Linked DNA regions of Mustela erminea: region 1 is linked to region 2. The links are chromatin contacts, called in public Hi-C maps. All regions are on one chromosome and are shown on one strand. The core of a region is the stretch at or near the end of the contact, and the rest is flanking DNA. Distances in the headings are between cores, read along the strand shown.

Region 1 (3,068 bases), core at 343-2,842, 260 kb before region 2:
CCTTCGGCTTGGGTCATGATCTCAGGGTCCTGGGGTCGAGTCCCGCATAGGGCTCTCTGCTCAGCAGGGAGTCTGCTTCCTCCTCTCTCTCTCTCTGCCTGCCTCTCTGCCTACTTGTGATCTCTGTCTGTCAAATAAATAAATAAAATCTTTAAAAAAAAATAAAAATAAAACGGTTAATTCTATGTTAGATGACTTTGACTCCATTTTCAAAAAGAAGCCAAAGTGTCAAAGTAGATACTTCTGATTTGGAAACTCCACTTTAGGAATTTCTCTTCTAGATACACTTGGACATACGGGAAATAATGTATGTACAGGGTTGATCACCGCAGCAATGTTCGAAAGACCAAACTATTAGAAACAACCTGGATATCCATCAGTAGGGGAGCAATTAAATAGGGAATGGTGCAACCATGACACAGAATAGCTACCAAATTTATAAAAGAACATAATACATCATACTGTATTTTACATATCATTATATATTAAACATGATAGTCAAAACATTAAATATCTATTTTATACAATAATTTAAATAAGTAATATATTTATAAAATTATAATTTATAGTTATTAAAATAATTAAATGTACGTTAAATATATTAAAAACATTATTTGAGGAAGGAAAAATAACTTTCTAAACCAAAATGATTTCGGACAGGAAGACGTCAGAGGAGGATGGGATGGGCAAAGTGTTGGGCCAGAAGATTTCGGGTGGATGGAGATTGTATATGGGGTGAGAAATGGGGACTTATCCTGTAAACGACAGGCGACTGTGGAGACTTGGTCACCCTGGGGCTGGAAGGAAGAGGCTGGGTCCAGCAAGAGGTGAGGTGGGTAGAAAAAGGTGGAGGGGTGTGCAGGGTGTGCACAAGGTGTCTCGTGGGGACAGGGAGGAAGGCAGGGTTGAGGGTAGAGCGCATCTGAGCAGGTGTTTTGTCCCTGGCCAAGATGCGATCCGGTCAGTAGGGGACAAGTAAGAAAGGCTGAGCCACCACTGGAAGCATTCAGGTCTCACTTGCAGTGGCTTACAGAGGAGAAAGCTTCCGGCTTCCAGAGAAGAATATGTCCTCAAGGAGGGACAAGAGAGAGGGACTGAGACGCATGAAGGAATTAAAAATTGCACGTTGTCATGTTTTGATCTTTCCCCGGATCTTAGCAGATATCCTGTGTCCAGGCAAGTGTCAGGGGCAAGGAAATTCCTGTGTAGATGCTCTGTGTGTGGGCACAGAGTTTCTGGAGAAAGAGTCCACGTAAGCCCACAGTTAGACTGCGGGTGTCTTACACTCCATCGGTCCCAACAGAAACAGCCACGCGGGGGCTCAAAGGCAGGCAGACGAGCGGGTATGGCCTGACAGTTACCTAGTGCGTCCCCAGCCTAGTTAAAGCTCCACGGTCGCTCTGGCATTAGGTCTCAAATGGCTGAATTCGCACGGCGGACGGGGATAGCGATGCCGGAGGGCGCCCTGCACTCCTCGAAGGCCGGGAGCCGTCCGGAAAAGCGACTGGGGCGGTTGCTCAGGCACCAGACCGAGGAGGCGGGTCGCAGTGCGCACGCGTACGCCTAGGGCCGAGGGACGCGGCCGTGGCGTCTCGCGCACGCGCGGGCGGCAGCCTCGAGGCGTCCGGGGCCCGACGGTTGCTAGGGCGACAGGGACACAACATGGCGGCCGTATCCTAACGCTTTCTGTCGCGGGCCGGCGCGGAGGTCCTAGCTCCGGACCCTGCTTCAGAGGAGTGGCAGCAGGCGGCCGTCCTTTCCGGCCCTTTCTTCTGCGTCCGGTGTCGGCAACGGCTTGTCGTCGGCTTCCGTATCCAGGATGAAGAGTGAGCGGGGTCAGGAGGGGCTGGGGGGCCCCGTCACGCCTGTGCGGCCCCTCGGAGGGCCGGGGTCGGGGGCCGCCGCGGGTGGGGACCCCCAGCGTCCCGGGGCGGTCGAAGAGGGTGCGCACGGGGTTCGGGGTGGATGTGGGGGCGCTGGGGGTTCCAGCGCCCTCCCGAGTCCCTCTCTCGCCCCCACCCCCGCATAGTTCAGTACTAGGTTATGTTACAAGTGAGGGTGTTGTTGTTGTTGTTGTTGTTGTTGTTGTTGTTTTAAAATGCTGGGTTGAAACCCAGATTCTTGCGCATTCGGCAGTGAGGTAGTGAGCGGTTACTGTGCGGCTTCCTGCTTTTTCCTGACATCGGTTCGGGGAACAGCTGGGAGGAAAGCTGGGCTGTTAGTTTTTGGGATCGAGCCGTTCATATGGGAACCAGTAAAACACTGTGTTTTTATGGGAACTATTTTTATAGGGACTTTGAGACAACCTTTTGGTGAAGTGAGTGTTGCTGGGAAGTTGGGAAAGGAGAGGGTCGTCCTAGAAAATATGTGACGGGTACAAAATTTACCTCTACTTGGATCTGTGGACTATTGGGCAGTTCAAAGGCATCCAACTAGAATGGGCTAGTATTTTTTTTTTCCTCCCCTGTGGAAAGATTAAATTTTATTAGATACAGTTACCATGTAAAATTTGCCTTGAATGCGCAGTATCAGTTAGTGATTGGTTGTGGCACAAATTGTGGAACAAAGATATTTAAAATAATTAATTCATCTCATTCGCCCTTTACAAGACATTCTTATTTTCTTTTGGTAGATACTGTTTACATGTTTATCTTTTTCACTAATGCACCCAACGCTGTACTTAGAATACAGGCCTACAAAAGGCTTTACACTTTTACTTGTAGTGTGGACTTGTATACACATATTTTTTTTACGCTGTTCCTTTTTTCCTTCCCAGCTCTTTATTTTGAAAATTTTTGAATCTAAAGTTGCAAGAAGGATCCACTGAATATTTATAAACCTTTCACTTAGATGCACGTTTTGGCTTTTGTTTGTGTGCTTGCTCACTTGCGCTCTCTAAATCACGTACAGTATTTACTTCCGCCTAATTTTTGAGAGTTAGTAGTGGACACCAGTGCCTTTCACCGCTTTCAGCGAGTATCTGCTAAGAACAAGGACGTTCTCCTACATAATCACAGTACAAATAATGTGTTGGGATAGCATTGTTGTCCAAAATGCAGCCTATGTTT
Region 2 (3,135 bases), core at 561-3,060:
CTGTTTTGTTTTGAGATTATCAGAAGCTCAACGGCAAACATCTTGGGACAATGGCCAATCCCTTAGTTCTAAGGGTAAAATTTCCTTGAACATCACCCCCTGGGTTCCCGGGCCAGTGCCACACCCATTCTGCGCTGTCAAATACACTCATCATCAACTACCAAGTGGTACTGCGGAGTCCAGGAACTCTCCCTGAAGACAAGCTCAGTTCTCAAGAGGGATGTAGCCTTGCTTGGGAAGGTCACTATTAGAGGAGACTGCTGGGATGTTCAAATCTTCTGCCTCCTCTCCCCGTGTAGGTGCCTAACCAGAGTCTCCCTCTTTAAAATATCTGTCAGCTAGGGGTGCCTGGGTGGCTCAGTCGGCTAAGTGTGTGTCCTCTGTTCAGGTCATGATCCCAGGGTCCTGGGACCGAGCTCCGCATTGGGGTCCCTCCTCAGCGGGGAATCTGCTTCTCCTCCTGCCGGCTGCTCCCCCTGCTTGTGCCCGCTCTGACAGAAAAATAAAATCTTAATAGTAATAGTAATGATAAAACAATAAAAACTCCACAAACGAAATTCAAACATCACAGGGTCACTATTAGGATCATCTAGGCACTACAGAAACACAAAGGTATGGTTAGCGAAACCCAGCAGTGTACTGGACACGACACGCTGATTCCAGTCCAGGGAGCGCAATGAGCTGCTGACTTGGGGCGAGTCATCTCCGCGGAGCCTGTCTGCGACAGACGGAGAGAGAGATACACCCAGACGGCAAGGACGCCGTGAGGACCTAGAGGCCGACCTGGGAGCGCACATCCACCTGGAACGGGGATGCTCTGCTCGCGGCCCCGGTCGGCCCTGTCTGTCCCTCCCTGGGCCTCCCATCCGGGTCCGCACAGGGCAGTGCCAGGACGCTCGGGAGCCGGCCAGGCCCCCGTCAGCTCCGACCCCCACACCCAGGCCGCGCACGGCTCCGCGGGTCTGCCCCTGACACATCCCTCGCGAGGACGGCCCGGCCCGGCCACAAATCGAAACCGAAAAGCTCATGTGACATTGGAGGCCGGGATGCGGCCTCCGCCCGCGCTCAGCCCGGGAGACCCTGTCTCCACCCAACTCGGCCATCTTGAGGCCCGAGCAGACAAAGCGAGCCCATTGTGTTGCGTGACGGCAAGACGGGGCCACCCGCTCTCCGTTCCCCGCGACCCGGAAGGGGGCACCCCCGGGACTCCCGCCTGGCAGGGGGTGTGGCGCCGGCCTCGCCCGGCGGCCGCGGGGACCCACCCCGCAGGGCGTCCGCAGCGCGGAGGCCGCTCCCGCCCCGGCGTCCGGCGTCCGGCGTCCCGGCGTCCCGTTCCCCCAGCCCCGGCCCCGGCCGCCCGGCCCCGGCCCCGGCCCCGCACCTTTGAGCGTGGAGCGCTCCACCAGGACCGTGTGGACCTGGGGGTCCGACAGGAACTTGCGCATCTGCTCCAGGGCGCTCTTCTCCTCCAGCGCCGCCTCGAGCGCAGCCGGCGCCTCGCCGCCATCCTCCAGCAGCAGCGGCACCAGCTTGCGCAGGTGCTTCTGCAGGACCGACACGTCGGCCACGTTCTGGACGGCCGACACCTCCAGGCCGGCCGAGCCGTCCTCGCCGCCACCGCCGCCCGGCTCCGACATGGCGCCGCGCTCGGGACCCGCAGGGAGCGCTGGGCAGGCGGCCGCGGCTCCGCACGAGAGCGAGCGCCGAGCGGACGAACGAAGAGAAACGGGCGCCCGAAGTCGACCGTCCGCTAACCGCGGCCGACTGAAGGGAGCGGGCGCCGGCTCCGCCCTAAAGGCCGCCGCCCGCCGGCCCGCCCCGCCCGCGGCCCGCCGCCTCAGCCACTAGCGCCCGCTCGCCGCCGCGGCGTCACGACGTTGCGCATGCGCGCGTGCGGGCCCCCGGCGACGCCGCCGCGCAGCCTTCTGGGATCTGTAGTCCCGGCGCTGGGCGGGTCCCGCGTTTCCCCCGCAGCGCAAACCCTAAAGGTGGGATCTTGACTTGGCGCGTGGGCGGCGTAGGGTGGTCGGGGACTACAGCTGCGACACAGAGCCCGAGACGCTCCGTGAATATTGAATGAATGAACGGCGTTCGTGACGAGAGCTAACGTGTTTTTGGAGCAGTTAGCGTGTGACCGACATTGCTCTCAGCATTTAGCCTGTATTATTGCGTTGGACGAATGACTGCAATGTGTTGAGTGCTAAAACATAGTGGTGACTTATGTGTTATTAGATATACGCGTGAAGAGTGAGGACGTTTTTCAGAGGGACAGGACATGAGGGGGCTGGACGCGTTGCTAGTTTGGAAAGAGGGTGGTGGGGAAGGGGACAGTCCCAGCGGAGGAACTAGACTTTACAAAGACAGGGGGGCCTGAAGGTTGGGGCTGGATCTCTGCAGAGGCGGTGTCAGGTACAGCCAGGAGATGACACCCACCTGAACGGTGGGGTAAAGCCAAGATGTAGATGCTGGCTGCTAATGATGAGATAATTCCCCCTGGGATGCCGTGATGACCTAGGGGGAGACCTCGGTGTGAGCATCTTTCTAGAACAGTGATGCTCTCCTAGCAGCGAGGGCTGGCCCTGTCATTCCATGGGCCTCCGCCTCTGGGGCGGAGATGCCTGCCAGCTAAAGCTCCCCACACCCCCCATCCACCTAGATCTCCTCCCTTAGCCTGAGAAGACATAAGGGTGAGAGTCCAGGCTGCCCACATTCTTGGTTTAGTGATGACAGTTTCTTTTAAGGAGCATTAATTGGCCTTTGAAAATTCAAACTCATAACTTGCTTCTTAAATTGGGTGGAGGAATGGAAGCCAAAGACATTATTTTTGTAACAGAGTGCACAGTCACAGAGCTGAGTCCCGATTGGTAGGATGGTGATGGGATGATTCGATTCCCCCAAATCATCTTTGGAAAACTTGGAAACATACAGTATGCTTCTCCTTGCTCAATTACCCAATGCCAAGCCCTGGGGGCGGGGGGTGTGCTGGAACACAGAAACTAATCAGATGATTCTTGTCTTTAAGGAGCTCATGGAGGAGGGGGCAGGTTAATACCCCGTCCTCCGGCCCTCCGTCAGTCCACCTTTGTGTGATATGCCCAAACAGATCTAAATGAGCTTCCCTGAGAAAAAACGTAA

Evidence for each region. Hi-C and Micro-C count contacts between places; a contact is called where the count stands out from the background.
Region 1: a contact with region 2 is called in a Hi-C map of spleen, with 4 times the contacts expected there. The contact joins the promoter of MOK here to the promoter of DYNC1H1 in region 2. A contact is called at or near these places in 2 of 3 Hi-C or Micro-C datasets (skeletal muscle and spleen).

Annotation. Positions count from the first base shown.
Region 1 is chr5:144,112,618-144,115,685 of mMusErm1.Pri, reverse strand. It overlaps MOK (MAPK/MAK/MRK overlapping kinase), which reads left to right and starts at 1,592. Exons shown (of 11, transcript XM_032345339.1): 1 at 1,592-1,826. The coding sequence starts at 1,820.
Region 2 is chr5:143,848,531-143,851,665 of mMusErm1.Pri, reverse strand. It overlaps DYNC1H1 (cytoplasmic dynein 1 heavy chain 1), which reads right to left and starts at 1,810. Exons shown (of 78, transcript XM_032345314.1): 1 at 1,382-1,810. The coding sequence starts at 1,637.